Regions from separate parts of the Mus musculus genome. Here regions 2, 3 and 4 are each linked to region 1. The links are chromatin contacts, called in public HiChIP or PLAC-seq maps. All regions are on one chromosome and are shown on one strand. The core of a region is the stretch at or near the end of the contact, and the rest is flanking DNA. Distances in the headings are between cores, read along the strand shown.

What was found. HiChIP or PLAC-seq counts read pairs in DNA pulled down with a chosen protein or histone mark.
Region 2: a contact with region 1 is called in an H3K4me3 HiChIP or PLAC-seq map of embryonic basal ganglia, with 4 times the contacts expected there. The contact joins two enhancer-like sites. A contact is called at or near these places in 7 of 39 promoter capture datasets (the C10 cell line, the HPC-7 cell line, cranial neural crest and 4 more), 2 of 484 Hi-C or Micro-C datasets (cerebral cortex and embryonic stem cells) and 2 of 115 datasets of contacts at active chromatin or transcription factors (astrocytes and embryonic basal ganglia).
Region 3: a contact with region 1 is called in an H3K4me3 HiChIP or PLAC-seq map of embryonic basal ganglia, with 3 times the contacts expected there. The contact joins two enhancer-like sites. A contact is called at or near these places in 3 of 39 promoter capture datasets (embryonic stem cells, hippocampal neurons and liver), 1 of 484 Hi-C or Micro-C datasets (nephron progenitors) and 2 of 115 datasets of contacts at active chromatin or transcription factors (embryonic basal ganglia and embryonic stem cells).
Region 4: an H3K4me3 HiChIP or PLAC-seq map of embryonic basal ganglia shows a contact between it and region 1, with 2.6 times the contacts expected there. The contact joins two enhancer-like sites. A contact is called at or near these places in 3 of 115 datasets of contacts at active chromatin or transcription factors (VIP interneurons, astrocytes and embryonic basal ganglia) and 1 of 9 other capture datasets (embryonic stem cells).

The regions. Positions count from the first base shown.
Region 1 is chr14:75,216,620-75,221,560 of GRCm38.p6, reverse strand. The region is part of intron 14 of Lcp1 (lymphocyte cytosolic protein 1); the gene reads right to left. Among named protein-coding and RNA genes, the nearest start is that of Cpb2, 23 kb to the left of the region's middle. Within about 2 kb of position 1,885, at least 18 of the 459 cell types and tissues checked have an H3K27ac peak or open chromatin away from gene starts, as enhancers often do. A contact at or near this core is called in VIP interneurons and embryonic basal ganglia, where this site is marked.
Region 2 is chr14:75,620,576-75,625,516 of GRCm38.p6, reverse strand. No RefSeq gene overlaps it. Among named protein-coding and RNA genes, the nearest start is that of Erich6b, 19 kb to the left of the region's middle. Within about 2 kb of position 2,451, at least 9 of the 459 cell types and tissues checked have an H3K27ac peak or open chromatin away from gene starts, as enhancers often do. A contact at or near this core is called in embryonic basal ganglia, where this site is marked.
Region 3 is chr14:75,564,714-75,569,654 of GRCm38.p6, reverse strand. No RefSeq gene overlaps it. Among named protein-coding and RNA genes, the nearest start is that of Gm36060, 14 kb to the right of the region's middle. Within about 2 kb of position 3,069, at least 31 of the 459 cell types and tissues checked have an H3K27ac peak or open chromatin away from gene starts, as enhancers often do. A contact at or near this core is called in embryonic basal ganglia, where this site is marked.
Region 4 is chr14:75,515,038-75,519,978 of GRCm38.p6, reverse strand. All of the region lies in intron 1 of Siah3 (siah E3 ubiquitin protein ligase family member 3), which reads right to left. Gm35966 (a long non-coding RNA gene) reads left to right here. Exons shown (of 3, transcript XR_001781402.1): 3 at 274-561. Among named protein-coding and RNA genes, the nearest start is that of Gm35966, 8.3 kb to the left of the region's middle. Within about 2 kb of position 2,573, at least 78 of the 459 cell types and tissues checked have an H3K27ac peak or open chromatin away from gene starts, as enhancers often do. A contact at or near this core is called in VIP interneurons and embryonic basal ganglia, where this site is marked.

The DNA of each region.
Region 1 (4,941 bases), core at 636-3,135:
CTCAGGTCAACCTTCCCAGTACGGCACACAAAGCCCTTCACACTTTGGCTCACTGTCTCCTAGGACGTTCTCAATTTCCTCTTCCTCCCTCATCCTCAGCACACACGAATATATGCTTCAACTAAACAGAACCAGTAGCAGCTTTCCCACCACACTATCCACACCGTGCATCCTCTTGCTTTACCATTTATCTATGCTTGCTGGTTCATAGGTCCAATCTCCGAGATATTTCCAGTCCAACTCAAGCATCTCTTTCCCAAACCATGCTGTGCATTAATTATTAAGCTTGATTCAAGCCTGTTTCTTAAAATTTTTGACCGAGACAGCATCTACCACGTTCCCATGGAGACAGGTCTGTGTCTACTTATGATGTTTTCAAGGAATAAGCAGGGTCCCTAGTGCATGCTGGGCATCTAGTAAATAAAACCATAGATTGGTGAGTAAAATATGTAAAACAAATGCAAGAAGAGGAATGAGATGCTTGTTTGTACTAAAAAAGAAAAATAAATTAAAAATGGGACCGACATGATAGGAAATAACGAGCACTCAGGATTTAAGTCTAAGGTGTACTTAAAAAATACTCCTAGTTTGAAAAAGATCCTGTCTTTTGTAGGTTCATAAACATGGTGTGTTATAGCATAATTAGCCTTCTAATTTTTGATAGCTAGCATATGTATTGATTTGTTTGCATTTGAGACAATGTTCAAGAGTTTCTTGCCCAGTGAACATTTCAGCAAGGGATGGTTGGTCAGTGATTACCTCATGAAGTCTTTCCTATATGTAACCTGATAGAACAAGCTAAACACAACCTCATGGCCATTTCTGTCACTCCAGATGTGCACCTCCCCTTGTCAGAAACCCAGTTCTGCTCTACTGATCAAATCAAGAAATCAGAAGCTGAGTTCTCTCCCATTCTCTTGACCTTGGGTATTAAAGGCTACAAGGAGAAGCCAACCTCTATGCAAAGATCTGTCCGTTAGAACCCAAACAAAAGAACAGAGATCCTTTTCCTGGGTTGTGGGCACTTTTGAGGTGACTTCTTCTGGTACTCTGGTCTTAAGAACAACCTCTCATGATAGCATAGAGTTCTGATGAGTTATATAACAGTCTCTTGGCCACCTCTAGTGGGGTACAGAAACTTCATGGAATCAGACACAGATTTGTAAGAAAAAGGCAAAGGGAAGAAAGACTAGAACTGGGCTGTAATCTCAGGTAGACAGTGCAGTAAGCAATTGTTCATCCAGGTACAAAAAATACTCCTAGTTTGAAAAAGATCCTGACTTTTGTAGGTTCATAAACATGGTGTGTTATAGCATAATTAGCCTTCTATTTTTTGATAGCTAGCATATGTATTGATTTGTTTGCATTTGAGACAATGTTCAAGAATTTCTTGCCCAGTGAACATTTCAGCAAGGGATGGTTGGTGAAACAGGGGCCCAGAGAGACAGCTCTGTGGACCATAGCACATTTAGTTTCTCCAAATGATCTGGGCTTAGTTTCCAGCAACCACACAAGGTGGTTTACAACCACTTGTACTTCCAGGAACAAGGGATCCAACACCTTCTTCTAGCCTACACTCAGGTGTACACACACACACACACACACACACACACACACACTCACACACTTTTTTTATTATCACACATGTTTAGGGTGACTATGCTATTAGCTGGAACACTACTGATAAGATTTCAATCCTGCTGGTGCTTGCAAAACACACTGCACTGAAAAGACTTTGTCCAAATGAAATAGCACTGTGAGCCCCAGGTCCAGCCAGTTCCTCACTCAACAAAGGAGGAGCGATGGGGCGTGGCTATGTGAGGCCAGGGAAGTCGTGCTATCCCTTACTTGCTCTCCCGCCTTCCCACACCCAACACTCATTTTAGTTATTTAACATTTGATAAGAGGGACCATGTGTGGTTTTTGTTTGTTGGGGACCTAGTCCAAAGTCCCCGTCCATAGCCTGTGTGGCTGTAGGTGATATTGTCACTTGCCTGCCTTGGAGTCTGCTCTCCTGCTTCACAGTACCATTGCCATCTCCTGGCAGAGTGCTTGGTGGAAGCTTTGGTCTCCTAATTTATACATTACTTGCCAGCTGTCCAAGCTTAGAATGATTTCCATGCTATGGGAGGGGGAATGGGAGGCTTAGGCAAAATGACAAGCCATTTATTGTCCTGATGAATGACCAAATTAGCATATCTGTGCAATCCAAGTGAAATAAATTCTACCTAGAACTGGATGCAAATTGAATAGATCTGTTACTGTGTGGCAGGCAGAGAAAAAGAAAAAGAAAAAAAAAGAAAAGAAAAGAAAACAAAGCAAAAACAAATCCCTGCTGGCCCCATTTACATAATCACCAGGCATTTTCCCTCCTTCAGTAGGAATGCATTTCTCTGTCTACCTCCTTGTATGCAGAAATCTTCTGTAATAAACACTTGTGAGGACTGTCACTGATCATCTGGGGGAAGTCAGCTGCAGTAGCAGACAGACCTTACCTTGTATATTATCTCAGCCCTATAGGAAGGCCTGGGGCCATGTGTGGTTGAAACTTCTGAGGTGAGCATAGAGAATAGTTTCACAACCTGGAGCACCGCTTGGTCTGGGCTATGAACAAACCCCACTCCTAATAACGCAATTGGCAGTCTGAGACCCTTACCTGTACATAACACACACACACACACACACACACACACACACACACACACACACACCTCCCCAAACAACATGGCTAGCAATCTGTTGGTAATCCAGGACCCTGCCTAATCCTGAGCTTCATGTACAGCCATCTCTGAACAGTGGAATGAGCTTTTTCTTCCCTTGATGGTTAAACACAGACAAACCCTTTCAGTCATGCTCCATTATGTCCCGGTAAGACAATCTGGCCTAGATTGGATCTGGGTACACGGGCAATAAGACAAACTGTCCTCAAGAGAACTTCCAGAGAGAATCTCCTATTTGCCTTGCCACATCAGTGCATGGTTGAGAATGCTAAGATTAAGATAAAGATGTATATGGAAAGGGGCATGTGTAGTAACAATCAATAAACAAACACACACTTTATGTAACTTAAACCTGTCAATCAAAATAAAGAACTACTCAAACTATGGCCCTACTAAGAAAGCTCCTCCCCCTGTGTCTTCAAAACGAAGCCCCGAATAATAATCAGGCCCCCTGAGCTCCCTCACCCATGTGGCCTGCTGCCTTTCTCAATGGCATAGTTCTTTCTGATCTATACTATCGTTCACTTTTGAATATGCTTTCTTGCTACTTTAACAACTTGTGTGAGTCTTTCTTTCAATTCCTTGAGTAAGAACCCAAGAGCTTGGAAACACCCAGACCAGCCCTGACCACTAATAATACTTTCAGAACATATGTCACAACCCAGGGTGATTTCTAGAAAGTATGAAATTTACAATAGCAATAGTATAGTTTGCTTAAGTTTTCTTATCATTAAAGTAAAACATATAAGTGTTATACTATATCATAATCCACGAGAAAATGTATTTACACCAGTGAAAATGACTTGCTTGAAAGCCATCAGTACCCAAAGCCTTTCTGTTTGGAATTCAGATCATGTGAAAGCAATGGAACTCAGAAACAGTTCGTGGAGTTATATACTGGTGAGTCTGGCCCTTGGGGACTTTCAGTCAAGTGTGTTCAACCCATAGCTTGTGGGTGCCATGTGACTGAAGATAGCAGTGAATGTGGCCCAACAGAAAAGCCCTACACCCACTTAACACATTAAAGATGGTTTTGAAATTCTTTTTGGTAGCAATTTCACGGTGGTTCTTGAACATAAACTTTAAGGATGACAATGTTGCCTCAATGTCAAAGGTGAGACACACCTATTTTTACTTGAATGTCCAGTGTTCCCTGTGGGCTCATGTGGTTGATCACCAGCTTTGGCCTCAGCTGCTGATGCACTTTGGGAAGATTGCGGGAGTTTTTGGAGGTGGAGGAATTGAGCCACTGAGGGCATGCATGTGAGGCGGGGGGGAAGACCAGCTAGAACAACCCCTTGAAGATCACACGGGGCTTGAAATCACTTGGTTTCTACCAGCTGAAAGGAAAGAATTAATAACACTTGGGTCATCATCTAACACACTCAGCATCTCATTAATACGCAGCGAATGACGCTGGAGGAGGAAGCTTCAGGCAAGCCTGGAAAGATTGATACTGGGTTGAACCTAACTCCATCCCAAAACAAAATCACAAGTTGTTAAGGGAATGGAGAAGTATCAAGTGCCGAGAGCCCGCACGGTAAGCCTTAGAATGTTTGGCATGTGATTAGAAAAATAAGCAACATGCAAAGGAGTAAGAACATAGGGCTAGTATTGAAGACGAAAGCGAATTAGAAATAGAGTAGAAAAGAAGTCACCACACTACATCCATATGATCAAGGAGGCAGGCAGAAGATGAGAGGTTGGAAATAAAAAAAAAAAAATTCAACACTTCTGGATGTAGACACTATGATATAGAAATAAATATATCTTCAAGGGTGTGTGTGTGTGTATGTGTGTGGGTGTGTGTTGACAATATATAGAAATATATCAAGAATAATATAAAGAAATTAAGGCCTTTTCTGGCTTACAGAAACTGAAACAATTCATTCTCAATAGACCCATACTATTACAAAGATTCCAGATATAAGAAAAAAGATCTAAGGTTGAGACTTAAACTTCTATGAAAATAATTTACTGTGTTGATAGAAGTTAGTCAAAGGATGAGAAAAGATACACCAGTCAGGAGAAGTTGTGGTGACTATATCAATGCCAGCGAGAAATGTTCAGAACAAAGAACACAGCCAGGCACACAGAAGGTCACTCTGCAATAAGATACAAGTATGATTCATTCAGAAAACTTAATAATCCAAAATACTAATGAACCTAACAATAGATTTTCATAAGAACTCAAACAAAAACTAAAAATTAAAAGAATAAA
Region 2 (4,941 bases), core at 1,202-3,701, 400 kb before region 1:
TTAGGAGTGTGGTAGGTTTCCATAGAATCAGTATACATACTCACTGATGCTGATTTCAGTCAATCTCTAGTTCACCTATTTATTAAAGTAATTTCATTAGCTGGTTGAATCTTGTGCAGGTTTGATGTAGGTAGCCATAGCTACTGGGAGTGCACATGTACAACAGCCATGAAACCCAGAAAAAGGCAATCTGTGGCACCCCTCTCCTTCTCCCACCTTTTCCATACCAGAATATATTGGAAAAAATAAAAACTAGGAAACAGTAATATCACCAATTGATAACATGCTGTGGTGGCAATGAATTTTGAGGACGTTAATTTTGTTTTTAACAATCAATACGATTCTCAGCAGTGTGGCAAGAATGAGCACAGGGGGCCGGCTAAGGACTAGCCTGTGGCACACAGATAATAGTCCAGTTTTACAGATGTTAGTTAACACAGCCATGGCAGTAGTTTGTGTGTGTGTGTGTGTGTGTGTGTGTGTGTGTGCGTGTGATACTCAGGAACAGTGGTATGAAGCACCCTTCTGCTGAGGCATTGGACACATTGGAACTCCAATTGTCCAATGGCCTCAGCAGAAGGGTGCTCATATTTCTTCGGATCAGTCTGGTTTTGTGTTATCTGCTAACAGGATGTGCCATGCTGGCCTTTCCCATTTGTATGCATACACGTCAAGAGTAAACACCATCAAATCTTAAGAAGAGCATGTGGGGTAAAGTGTTTCCCTTGAAGGCATAAGGACTTGGGTTTGACTCGCAGCATCCACACAAAACAAAATGTAGGCCCATTGGCCCATGTTTCTAACCCAGGCTGCTTTGGCAAGCTCCAGGTCAGGGAGAGATCCTCCTAAGGTGAGTAACCCCCCGAGGAACTGAACTTGAGGGTTTCCTCTGGTCTCTACACACACATATGTGTGCACCTATACACAGATGCACGCACACACACAGAGAAGAGCATGTGCTCCATTTGGTCCCAGACGTGCCATTTACAAACAGCAAAACTGGTTTTGCCCCATAGTCCTTGAGATGGATTTTTCATCCAGAAGTTCTGCTCTCAGTAGGACCCCATAGGCTCTAAGATGATAGAAAGAGATAGTTGTTGTTGTTGTTGTTATTTGTGGAAGTCTTATTATGTAATCCTGCATAGCCTGGATTCCACAGAGATCAACCTGCCTCTGATCTGTCCTCCAAGTGCTGGGATTAAAGGTATGGGCTATTACATCCGTGTCTTTTGTTGTTTGTTTGTTTGTTTGTTTGTTTGTTTGTTTGTTTTTTAATGAGAAACAGTAACACCACAACCAAATAGGCTTTGACACAACAAAACCAAATTCTGAAGTGGGGCTGGGAGAACTTGTGGTAGAGATTTGGGCCAGTTTCCTTCCTCGTGGGCCACACCATCCCGATTCCCTGACAGCAGCAAGCATAGGAGTCCTTCGGCAGGGTAGCCTGGCATGGCAGCCCTGTCAGGGCAGGTGTGACTGACAGGACTGTCTCAGTGGTTATGTGCTTCCACATAATCAAAGGGGAACGCTGACACTGGAATTCAGAGGCAGAAGGACCCGGGAAGTAATCGAGTCCCACCTACCGTAGGATGTGCTGATTGACAGCAGCAGCTGATTTGGAAGAACAATCATTGGCAGCTGACATGGATGTGGAAAGGAGGAGGAGACCATTTGGGACAAGGGCAGTTTTCAAGAGCATCCTGTGATCCCAGCACTCAGGAGATAGAGGCAGAAGGAACAGAGGGGCAAGGTTATCCTGAGATACTCAACGTGTTTGAGAACAGTCCAGGATATATGAGACCCTTGTTTCAAAAACCAAAACAAAAATAAAAGAACAACAATAAAAAACGTTTAAAGACTTAATCATTTCTTATTTGTACTGTTCCTCTCATCCGTTTATCAAGCAGGCCTAACCCTGCTCAGCTTCCCCGATCAGGCACAGTCACTGTAGTACAGCTATGGGATTATCTCTAACAAAGCATAATTTGATTTTTCTTATAGGCAGGTAAGAGTCAGGTTGACATGACTCCTATAGCGGAGTTCACAGGCTTGTAGTCTTAGATCTCTTTCAAAGTATTTGGGATAATGGTGGGGGTGTACCCCTAATTTAAATGATGGCTTGAATTGAGCCTAGTCTTAGAGGAAGGCAGGTGGTGGTTCCTGAGCATAGACCAGGGGACAGAAGCAACCAAGAGCAGCATCTTATTAGGCTCACGCTGGGCATGAGGGACCGTCAATCAACTAGATGCCTCTCGGTTAGCAAGGCTCGTACTCACTTCATGAGGTACTGCCTCTCTCTAGCAGCCCTCCCGCCATTACTCAGTCATACAGCCCTGATCTCGACAGTTCTTCATTAGTCCCCTGAGAAGACTTTTCTCTGGCTCTAACCATATAGCAGGGAACAGGAGTCTGGCTGTTGATTGGGGAGGGAAGACGCATATAATCACTCAGCTTGTATTAGCCCAGAGTGGAGTGACAAGCCTGCAGTTCATGTTCTCACAAAGATGATGAGCTGTCTCAAACCAGCAATTTGGAAAAAAAAAAAATCTACAAGACTCCAAGAGAATTTGTCACTGTCTATTCCCCTCCTCTTTCCTAAGTGTTAATGCAAATTTGCAGTTGAGTTTAAGATATTTTGAAATCGTCTTTTCTGGCATTCATTGATACCCCAGTAGAAGCAAAATGCTAAGTACCATATACATTGCTTATGTAGCCAGATAAGTCTTGAAACAGTGTTCGTGTTATGTATTTTTAAAATTTTTTCTCCCTCCCTCTCTTCCTCCCTCCCTCCCTCCCTCCCTCCCTCCCTCCCTCCCTCCCTCCCTCCCTCCCTCCCTCCCTCCTTCCTTCCTTCCTTTGACTTTGGCTTTGCAGTCTCCCCTGACCGGACTTAGAAACCATCTCACCTCGTTTGGTTCTTGAAGTTTTCAGTAAACCACTGCTGCTGTGTTGACATGGCTAACATTGCCCGTGGTTGTGCTTAGACTTTTTAACAGCTGCAGGCAAATGTGCTTTCTCCGGAAGAGAGTGAATGGCATCTGATTTTAGGATTTGTTCGAATGTTCTTTGATGTCTGGAAAAATTTGAGGAAAGACAATCTAAACCAAGGGGCTGGGCAAAGGCACAGAGGTGTGCGCTCTGAGGAAGTTCTGGGAGATGCTATCAAAAGCCTCTGCACCCCAGATAGGACACCCCCTGAAAACAGGAAAACTATCCCACCCGAAGTAGCTTGGTCAAGCAGAAAGCTTATTGGGGTGACTAACAGAAGTGTGGGTGATGGGTTACAGCACAGCTGCAGCACTGAGCAGCCCACCCCTGCCTGGTGATGATGCTTGGAGCTCACTGCGGAGCTTCGGAGGCTCAGCCAGTCGAAGGGTCTCTTGTCCCAGCAGTTGTTACTGCTAATGTAACCATTGGAAGGGGCCTTGGGAATCTTTTACGTTTCAGCAGCTTCTGCAGACTTCCATTGGTTATCTTTCCAGCCTTAACGAAATGTTTTAATGCTAAGGAAACAGTGACAAAGCAGCATACTTCAAAAATTCAGACACAAACATCTCTTGGATTGCAAAGGACAATGTTTCAGGTCCGGGAGCCTTAGAACCTCCCAGAAGTGGGATTTGTCTGTGAGCATCTGACATCACGTAAAGGAAAGGAGAGGACCCGCTGTAGGACGCAGAGTAAAGGGTAGTGGACTAGTGTGTGAGGGTTTCCATCGCTGAGAAGAGACACCATGACCAAGGCACTTCTTACAAAGGACAACATTTAATCGGGGCTGGCTTACAGCTTCTGAGGTTCAGTCCATCATCATGGCAGGAAGCATGACAGCATCCAGGAAGGCATGGTACTAGAGGAGCTGAGAGTTCTACATCTTCATCCAAAGGAAGCCAGGAACAGACTGTCTTCCAGGCGGCTAGGAGGAGAGTCTCAAAGGCCACGCCACACTGACACACTCCAACAAGGCCACACCTCCTAATAATGCCACTCCCTGGGCCAAACATATTCAACTGGATTTTGTGCCTCTCCTTTAGGTAATTAAGTTCTGAGTAATTCTGAGTATACACAGTTTTCAAAGGGTGATGGGCACATCGTTCACTTTTGCCAGCACAAAGGACAGAATCCCAAGCAAGCACTGCTAACTAGGGAAGGGAGAGTCTCTGTCTTTTTGCAGAACATCTCCGGTATCTGAGGCTTTCGCTGCCTGGTCTGTGTTGCTGTAGTACATTGTCCCCTGGGAATGACACAGCTATGACTGTCTTGAGATTAGAGCAGCTGACTTTCAAGAGGTCAGGTGTTTCTTTACTGGCAGTGGTAATGGTTTGTTCTTCTCAGCCTTCTTCAATCCTTTCTTTTTATGTGTGAGTACTCGTTTGTATGAAGATTTGGTCTTTTCTTGAAACTAAGGCTAGGCATGCCTCCTTAGCAGCAGGAAAAAGCCCGTGTGTGGAATCTATCATCTGCTCCAATCACCTCTGAGAAGCTGGACCGGGCAAGAGGGCAAGGGATTGTACCAGGAAAAGCCTGCAACAGCTCCTTGCTGCTGTTGTCAATAAAGGTAATTATAGTTAAAGAGCCCTGTCCCCCAAGGAGCGCAGACACGTCAGAGACACTGTCCCCCTGACACCCATAATGAGAGTGTGACACAGAAGAACACTCATTGTTTTAAAGATGGAGACCTTCGCCTTGGGAGGCAGAGGCAGCTTGATGCCCAGAGAGCGGGCTTTGCTGTGGATGCTCTCTGATCTTTGATGAGGCATGCTAATCAGCTTTCTCACCAAGGAGATCCACCTTCCTCAATAGGGATTTCCACGCAGAGAGATCTCAGAGACTGGCTATTCCAAAATGAAAAATCATTGATGGAAAAATCATTTATTTAAAGGTGATTTTGTTCTCTACAAACATTGTTCTTTCTCTCTCTGTGTCTCTGTCTCTCTCTCCCTCCCA
Region 3 (4,941 bases), core at 1,820-4,319, 350 kb before region 1:
GTGTGTGCATGCATGAGTGTGTGCGTGCTTGTGTATATGTATGTGCATGCATGTGTGTGTGTTTGTGTGTATGTACCCCAGAGGGATAAAGTACACAGCACCAGGATGTCCTTGAGAGAGAACAAATGTTTCCTAAGATAGCAAGAGGCATACATGTGTGTGTACTTGTATGTGTGTGTGCTTGTGTGTGTGTATGTGTGTGTATGTATGTATGTGCTTGTGTGTGTGCATGCATGTGTGTCAGTGTGTGCATGCATGTGTCTGTGTATGTGCATGTGTGTGTATGTGTGTGCATGTGTGTGGGGCAGTGCTTCTTGGTATTTCCCATCATGGGACAGCTTGCAAGCATGCCTTGGCTTGTAGCTTCATTACCTCAGACGCTTCCTCTTTCCATAGTTTTTTGGGCTATCTCTTCTCTTCAGTTTCTTGCCACTGGCTTAGGACCCACCTGGTTAAATAAGGATGAGTTCATCCCGAGAGCCCACGTTAGTTAGAACTACAAAGACCTGCTTTTCAAATACGGTGATTTCCACAGGCCCTGAGAGTTGGAGTGTGGGCATATCCTTTTAGGAGTCATTCTTCTATCTGCTTATATGGCCATCTCCCTCCCAGCTTTCTGCCTTGGTATGAAATTGTAACCAATCAGAAAAACATTGAAACTTATGTGCTAGATCTCTAGACAGTCCAGATGAAAAAGTAAAATCTCTCTGAGAAAGGTCACTTAAATGTTTAGTGCTCAGGAGCGTAAGGCAGGAAGGAGGACCTTGGGGAGAGGGGAGAAAGGAGGCCAGTTTTAGCAAAGCTTCAAGAGGCAGTGCTGGTCGGATGGGTGTATTATGAGTAAATGCTGCGAAGTGCTAAGCTGAAGACTGTAGACTTCCAGCCTCCAGCAAAAGGGCCACGAATGGGAAATAAGAAAGTCCCAAAGTGAGACCAACTGGCCCTAATTTTATCTCCCCAGCTGATGGTGCTTCCCAGCTGATGGTGCTATTTAGGAAGCTGTAGAACTAATCTGGAGGATGTCGGGGCTTGGCTGGTAGAAGCACATCACAGGAAGTGGGTCATTTGGGATCTATTGACTCTGTCTCCTTCCCTGTCCTGTATTCTGCTTCCGGTCTGTCTTATCAGATGCTTTTCTGTTGCTGTGATAAAACACTGAGTCCAAGGCAACTTGCAGAAGGGAGGATTTATTGGGGCTTATAGTTGCAAGGGATAAGGTCCTGTCTTGGTAGGAAGGTATGGCAGCAGGCAGGCATGGTGGCCAGAGCAGAAAGTCGAGAACTCACACCCCAAGGGCAAGTACTAAGCAGAGAGAATGAACTGGAAGTGGGTGAGGCTATGAGATCTTGCAGTCTACTTATAGTGACGTACTTCCTCTAGCAAGGCTGCCCTTTCTAAAACTCCTTAAACTGCTCCATCGTTTGGAAGTGAGCGTTCAAATGCATGAGCCTTTAGAGGACATTTCTCATGTAAACCACCTCAGCCACAACGTGACCAGTTGCGTCATGTGCCTGCCAACGTGAATTGAGCTCCTCCTACTGCTACGTCTCCCCATAAATGATGGGACGAACCACCCTGAAACCATGAGCTAAAATACATCTATCCCTCCCAGTTGCTTCTGTCAGGTGTTCTGTCACAGGGATAAGTTAAGTCGTGAATCTATCCATCACACAATCTTGTCCTTGAGTATTTGTGGATCTTCCCAGAGCAAGAGTGCATAGAGGAGTTAGACTGCTAAGTATAAACAAGATGTAGCCTTTTAGACCATCAAGAAATGCCTATGAGCCTAAGATCACACACTGAATGGCAGCCTTTAGATGACTGAGTCCCACTGAAATACTCCCCCTACTGCATTGATGGTCTCTAATGACCCCAGTGGAATTTAGGAACAGATTCCATGAATACAAAACACTGTTAGAATTAGTCTTATCTTGACAACCAGTTGTCACAAAGTCCCAGGTTTGTTGAGATCCGGTTCTACAGAGCTGGCTCTCAGGGGGAAATGGATTTTGATTTCCCCATTGTATTCTAACTGCAGCACACTTTGGAAGGAACCATTTGTGACGAGTAAATGACAGGAGGAATAAATAATTCAGATCAGTTTTCCTTGTAAGGACTTGGAGTGTTTGCCTGATGCTCAAGGTTAGGAATTATAGCTCCAAGGGATGGAGGTCTCATTTTGAACATCCTTTATTTCTGTTAATAAAGGGGCCCTGACTTCTGCTAATAGAGTGGCCTACAGTGTTTGCCATGTGAGGGTTCATGTGGCCCAGCGTGCAAGTGCTTTGTATTTTGGATCCAGACAGACCAAGTCTAAGTTTTGGCTATCTCATTTAATTAGTTAGGAGTTTCGGGGATACTTATTTAATTGCTTTGGAACTCGATTTTCTGGACTGCAAAAGACAGGAGAGCAATCATAGTTATCTTAGAGGTACAGGAAACCTGGGTCTAAAGCATACTTAGAGCACTTGAATTTTCAGCAAGTGTCTGTTATTAGGACTTTTCTCAGAAAATAATGCTAGCCTTCACAGAGTTGGCCAGTGGATTCGGAAAGATGAACAGTGTTAAGCATTTAGTGCCCTCTGTGCTGGTATAGGGGTGTGAAGGTAACAGTTTAACACGACTTGTTTATTAAGGATCCAGGCTTGATAATTCTGCTGTCTCTTGGAGTATCTGTTCCTTCCAGCTCTCCAGGGTAGGGCCTTAGCTCATCTGTGATCTGCTTCTCCCTGAACCAGAATCATGCACACAAGGTACGACAGTGAAATTCATCCTCCAGGTTCACGAAGCACACAGTCTGGCACGTTAGTAAATATGAGTGTTGTGGGGAGCTGGAGGCGTTATAAATCCGTTTTACAGAAGTGAGGGTGGGCGTAGAGACTGCCTGTGTGTCTAACCCTTTCTCATTGCAAATTAAACATCTTTCCTTTGATCCCATATTGTGGCAAGAAACTAACATGAATCTTTGATCCCGTGCCAGTATCTAGAGAAATTACGAGGTCTACCAGGATGGGATAATAGAGCATCATCAAGACTTCTAGCTTTGGAAATTACTTAATCTCCATTCTCAGTGGCTGCTGCTTTGAGACAGCTGTGACAGAAAGGTCCCAAGTGCTATTGAGAACAGCTCATCAGTTCAGAACAAAGCTGATTATGTAAATTGTGCATTAAGATGCAGCTCCAATTTAATTTTACTCTGTAAATAAATATCCCATTAGCATCCATCTGTTGCCAGTCAGGTGAGGCCTTCTCTAAGAGAATACGGCCAAGACCCCAGTGGCTTCTCTCTAAATGCTGATGGGGTGTGGGAGGGTGAGGATTAAGACACCCAAATTCTCTGTGTAGAACTTAATTTGGTTCTCTAAGTGGCAAGTCAGCTATGAGATCAATCGAGGGCAAGAAGAAGCTAGGATTGGCCAAGAACAACAGGACACCTCATCTATTTTTGGCCCTGCTCATTGAGGACACACGCAAGCCTTCTCTGATTGTTGTCTCCAAGATCAATAATAATTATAGCTCAGCCTATTCCCTCCAAAAATAAAAACATTTCAGCTGATGAGAGGCGAGCACTAAATTAGCGCGCCAGCTCTTCTGGCTGCAGGGCAATTTATCAGGCAAAGCCGTTCTTGTGAGCATCGTCTTTGCTGAACCTGAGGATACAGCTCCCCCATCAGCACAGGGAGTGTTGGACAATGGTACTGGCTGGCTGCCAGCACCAGAGGGAGGGTGGCAGGGAGAGCGCATGTTTCCTCTCTTGAGCTGTGCTGCCCAGGTTTCAGGAGGCTGAGTTGTAGAAGCTTCTGCTATTTCCACAGTAATCTATCAACACAAGGAGCAGAAGCTGTGCCACTATTCACCCAGCGGAGGATTAAAACCTGTGGTGTGTTTGGGTAGTGCTGCTGCTATGAGGAGCGGGACTGGTAAGAGGCTGGGCACAAACCCAGGAGACCCATTGTGGCCTATGCACTCTAACACTTAAGGCGTTTTCCCCACAGTTAGTGACTGCTGCGGCTGGCTAAGGACATCCCGGGAGAAATACGAAGAGGCTCTTCAGCAAGGCAACTAGACACGATGCTATGAGCATCAACAAAGGCTTTTGAACGTGCCATTAAAAGAAGACAAAAGTAATTCCTCCCTCCAAGTAATGAGGCCCATGGATTCCAAAGAAGATCTGTCTCCCCCACATTCTTTTCTCCACTGGAGGCCAAGTTGGAAGTCAGAGCATCTGCCCCAGCATCCCTAGTGCAGAGAGAGGACTAAGCTCCTCCCCTTTTCCTCTTCTTGTATCGAAGTTGATTCTGATGCCAGACTCCACTACCTGCCACTATCATGGCTGTGCTGTGACCCTTGTTGCCTGTTTTGATTGGGGCTATTGTGGCTCAGAGTAATAGAACTCTTGACAGTTGTTTAAAATTGATATTTTCCTTTCTCACATAACATTTCAGAGGCAGTCGGGTCAAGACTAGCACAGCAATTCACCATTGCTGTTAGGGCCAGCTCTTTCCTTCTGTCCTCACAGCAGATTGAGGTGTTGCCTCAAGATAATGATTTTATGATCTTGTCTCCAAACAAACAAAATCAAAACACACACACACACACACACACACAAAATGAAAATGATGAGTGTTTTTATTTTACATAATTTCAAAATATTGTTAATTTCGAACCATTAATGAATTATATTTGCATTTCAGTACTAACTCTTCATGATTCCGTATATTTTACACTCCAAGACTCTCAGTTTGGACTATCCATGTATCAATCTCTCCCAGTACTTGCAGCTAGTGGGGCCCACACTAGACTCAGCAGCTCTATAGTGCTCTACCCAAATACATGCTCAGCCTGCAAAGTAGCTCTCCCCCCACCCCAGCCACTACTGTACTTTATTGACTACAACAGTTTGAGAGGGCTCATCTAACTACACGGATCTGTGAGGCATCC
Region 4 (4,941 bases), core at 1,324-3,823, 300 kb before region 1:
CGGCCACAGAGAGTCATGAAAACCAAGCCTTGGAGAGTGGGCACTAGTGATAATGAACAACTCACGCCCACCGCCCAAGCCCTTGGTGGGGCAACCCATAGATCTCGCCCAAGGCCCTAGATTATGAAAACCAGGCCATAGTGTGTGTGTGTGTGTGTGTGTGTGTGTGTGTGTGTGCGCACAAGTGATAAAGAAGCCCATGAAATAACGTGTTGAACGCCCTGAATTTAGCTTAAAAACTCATGTCTGGCACGGCAAACTTGCTTGCTTCAGGAGGGCCCAGTGGAGACAACATCATGTTGAGAAATAATCTGCGTGGACCCCACGTGAATGCTCTCGCAGACACCCGCCACTTAGATATCAATTCCTGCACAGCTCCGGAGGATCCTAATGCAAGAAACACCGAGTCGCATTAACCTGCGCGCTGCCAGGAGCTAGGCTACCGCCAGACTGGAAGGGCTAGTAAGGAAGGAGAGTGTGTGTGAACCAGTGCGTGCCCCCTTCACCATTTATTTGCTTTTTTGCTGTTTATGAATAAATAAAACATCTTAGAACATTTTCCATTGGGTTTCCAGGAATTTGCTTTCCGCCACATTTTACAGCATTTTGAGACAGTGGGTTATATGAAAATACTAGACTATTTGTATAACAGATGCTCAAATTTCTTATGTAAAAACAATACTAAAATTCAAGGTCTTTAGTATTCACAGGAGAGGGGGTTCTGAAAGGAAGTCCCATGGGTACTAAAAGAGGACCACATGCAACGGGGCACTAGAAGTTCACACTGGAGGGGTAGTTACTGTCATCAGTGTGAGGTGACATCACGCTGAGTGAAGACAGAAGAAGGTGGCTTGTCTAAGCAAGAACAGAAGCATCAGAGAAGCCAGAGAGAGCACAGGGTGCACTGGAAGAAGTGTTGAGAGCTCTCCTAGAGGCTGACCAATCTGGTATAGATGGTGTGTACTGAGGTCAAATCGCTAAGTTCTTGTAAGCCAAGCTACAGCCGAAATGACCTCCACGCCAAGCAGGGAGTAGCAGGAGACTCAAGAGACTCGGTTGCTAGCTTTAAGAAGCTTCCATGGGTAGCAAGGCATTTTTAAGGCAATTGGACGAGCCTGCTCCAAACGGCATTCAGAACGGGGCCAGCAGAACATCCCTACCCTGTCCTGCTATCAAACCCAAGCGACGAACGACTTCCACTTTGTCTTTCTGGTCACTTGCTTTTGGTTTTATCTTCTGCCATCACTAGCTTTTTTTTTTTTTTTTAATTGCTTCGGTGTCACGTGGTAGACAAGGGCACAATCAGAGGAGACTGAAGCAAATGACTATGCAAATAGGGAAGGGTATTATGAACTCATGGAGACCTGTACACTCTGCACTCTGAGAAAGAACCTGAAATAAATGCAGCCTTAATTCCTCACTTCTCCCCGTTCCATCTTTTGATGCAGAATATGTTTCATTTAAATGATCTTGGGTGAGGGAGGTCACAGGGCTGCTGGCACGGAAAAGGGATTCGTTTAATTGGCAAAATGCTAATCGTTTTTGGAAAATGAATTCTAATCTTCCCATCTAATACAGTGGATGTGTGAGTAATTACTTTCCTTCACTAAACTGTTAATGCAACATTAGTGATTACGCTAATTAAAACTAATGAACTCTTAGCGCTGATAAACCCTCAGTCAGTCAGCGGATGCCCTCCTTCCATTGGTTGTGTCTAACTTCCCATTTGGAAGAGGGATTTTGAATTAACCTTTAGAATAATGCACAAAATTGGGTTTAGAAATGTTAGGCGTTATAGACTGGGTATAATTCTATCCCCAGCCATTAGTGAGGCTATTTCCACCGAGGGTGTAATTGAATTTTAAAACACATTTCTTAATTTGATCAGCCACACTCCTATGGTTGGTGGAAACGGCTGTCCCTCTGAATCCTGGCTTCAGAAGAGGAAATATGTCCTTGGAATTATCTGTGACCCTTTTCTGCAACTTCTGATCCCCGTGGTCAGAAGGATCACTCAATGGGTTGTTTTTCCTTTCCACTCACCTCCAGGAACTGGGCTACTTGAAGAGAAAGAGGATTCTGTGCTCGGCTTTAAATGATGATGCTCTGATGTTTGTGCATGCTGGTGACCTGAGGACTGAACCCTCGTAGAGGAGACAGATTCAATGTTGCCAACGCCTCTTGTTCAAGAGTGAGAGAGCAAACAGGTTGAGTGGCATGCCATTTGGGGCAAGGACTAAAGAATGGGACAAATGTCAAGGCCTGACCCCATGTTCACAGTCAGGTCATCCAAGACGTCAGAATGAATGCGACTTGGTGCTTTAGTGTTTAGATGTTTTCTGTTTCTGGGAAGGACAGGCAGAGGGAAAAGCTAAATGTTGCTCATTTGGTTTCTCTGTTTCTCTTTTCCTCAAAACCTGCAGTGGCTGTGACCATCACAAGCCTGAGGGCAGGGTGGGGGGCATGGGAACTCTTCACAGACAGTAAGCTAGCTAAGCCGGATGAGAAGGCACACTGAGCCTTTGTCACGGAGACAGGTCACCACAGTGTAGCGCACACTCTCCCTCATGTCCTCAGATTCAGCGCTCAGCTGAATTTCAGTGAATGGCTGGGTGACATGTTCCTGTGGGCCATGGACCATGCCTGCATTCTTCTTTAAAATATGTTCACACAGATCTAAATGCATACACTTTTTAACACCGTGCTCCCGGGGCTGCTGATGCCTGGTTCGGGAATTCACACCTCAGCATGATCACCTAACGTTTTATTGGGAAAGACCATACACCAGAGATAATGAGTACAATTGCCTCAATTGGTATCTGTATTTCTGATTCACACCAGATGCTGCTAATTAACACTTACGCATGGGTTCTCATTGGGGAAATTAGTGGCCTGTCAATCAGTGTAACAGATGCTAAGAATGGACTCTCTGTGATGTGTGAGAATCAGTCCAGGGAAGTCAGACAAAATTCCTCATTTGGTGAGTAGGTCCTGAAAGTTCCTTCTCTAAATATCTGGTACCCAGCCTCTGAGATGGGACTTTTGGTAGCTGTATACCTTTAAGAGTTCAGATTTTACTTCATTACATACTGTAATTCCAGCACTTGGGAGGCTGAGGCAAAAACGGATCACCATGTGTTTGAGGTCAGCCTGGGCTACAGTGTGAGACCCTGTCTCAAAGGCTCAAGTTGCCTTTTCAATACTCGTATTTATAACCATGGCTTAGTGCTGTTCTCAGCCTCGCTCGGAGAAGCTTCTGTGAGCAGAGAGGAGCAGTTAAGGCAGAGACTCATTACTGATCCAAGCGCCAAGAGTAAGTGATGGTGGAGCGTTTTCCCCTAAACACTGCATTTCCCTTCCAGGGCTCAGGGGACATCGAGCAGAGGATGGGGGATGGGCAGAAGTCCATCTTTTGGACGTGACATGGCCACTGCTTTCATCAACTGTGGTTATATGTACAAGATTGGTCCAGCTAACAGTTCATCATGGGTGGGAGGAGGCCCTCCACTTCATGGGCAGGAACTATTGACAGTTAATTGTTGCTGGGGGAGAATATGTCACTTTCTTCAATGGGTGTAGCCACTGAGCAGTGGCTCTTGCGTCAGAAGAAAAGAAAACCACAACCAAAACCAAAAGGCTACCTACCCATTTCCTGTAAGCAACTCTAACGGAATGAGTGGATCCCATGTAAAAGGAAGTCACGGAGTGGGAGGGACCTTGTTGTAGAGAAGGTTACAGAGCAAGGGAGATGGGAGGGCAATGAAAAGGACTGAAATGCACTATGGGTGCACTGCCAAAGAATGAGAGAGAGAGAGAGAGAGAGAGAGAGAGAGAGAGAGAGAGACCCAATCCCCCCCCACCCCCAGCATCCCAACACCAGCATCCCAACAAACAAAAAGAACCCTTCCTGAATGCAGTTCCCTTCTATTGACTAAAATCCCATGAGTTGGGTTTGGAGACAGTTAAGCCAGGATCTATTGACACCATAGGTGGTGAAACAGGGAAACTGTAGACAGAAGAGAGGGAAACAGGGAAACTGTAGACAGAAGAAAACAACTGTGACAGACAAACATATTCCAAACCAAGACCCAGGAGTAATAAAATAAGAGATCCAAAGGGATGGCCACATAGACACTGGTCTGTGCTCTCAGAACACCCCAGGCTGGTCCTCCTATAAGGGAGAACCTTGTTTATTGTGAAGGATGGGAAAGAAAATGGGGATGATGCCATGAAAACCACAGCAAAACATCCTTGAGTCGCTAGCCCCGAGATCACAGCGTTCTCCTTTAGCTTCTAGGTCCTCCCTGCCCCTTGCCTACGCAGGATTAGTTGGTTTATCTAGTTTTTCTCACTAGAATCCTTGTGGATGTGAGCACAGTGTGTGTAACACACAGTGTGTAACACACAGCTGCTTGGTACGCCTTTGCAGCACAGATGTGTTAGTAAGAGCCTCCTCCAGACTAGTCCTTTACCTCACGCACCTGTGTCAGCCATGGTCCCAGCCTGCTGCCTGCTTGAGCCAATCACCTACTCTGGGTAGGGATACTATCTGGCCCTCTGACTTGTGATACGGTCATAAAACAACTGAGCATCAGACAACTCTCTTCTTTATTCAGCCTGCACCGAAAGTCACTAGTTGGTGGTCTTCTCTCCTCAGTTGGGCTAGAGTTGTTGATGACAGGGATTTTATTTAGTTTGCCAAGGGCCGAGTCCTATGGTGGGCCAGACTAGCACTTTGCAGTTCTAGGTGGCTAACAGAAGATCAGTGAGTACACACAATTTCCAAGAAAGAATGAAAGCATCAACTGAACCCTATTTCTGCACACATGCTCTTGTGGCTCTGCCCTCCATCTTGGCTCCTCAGCTCCTGGGGAAATGTGTGTGTGTGTGTGTGTGTGTGTGTGTGTGTGTGCATGTAAGAGTGCACATGCATGTGTATGT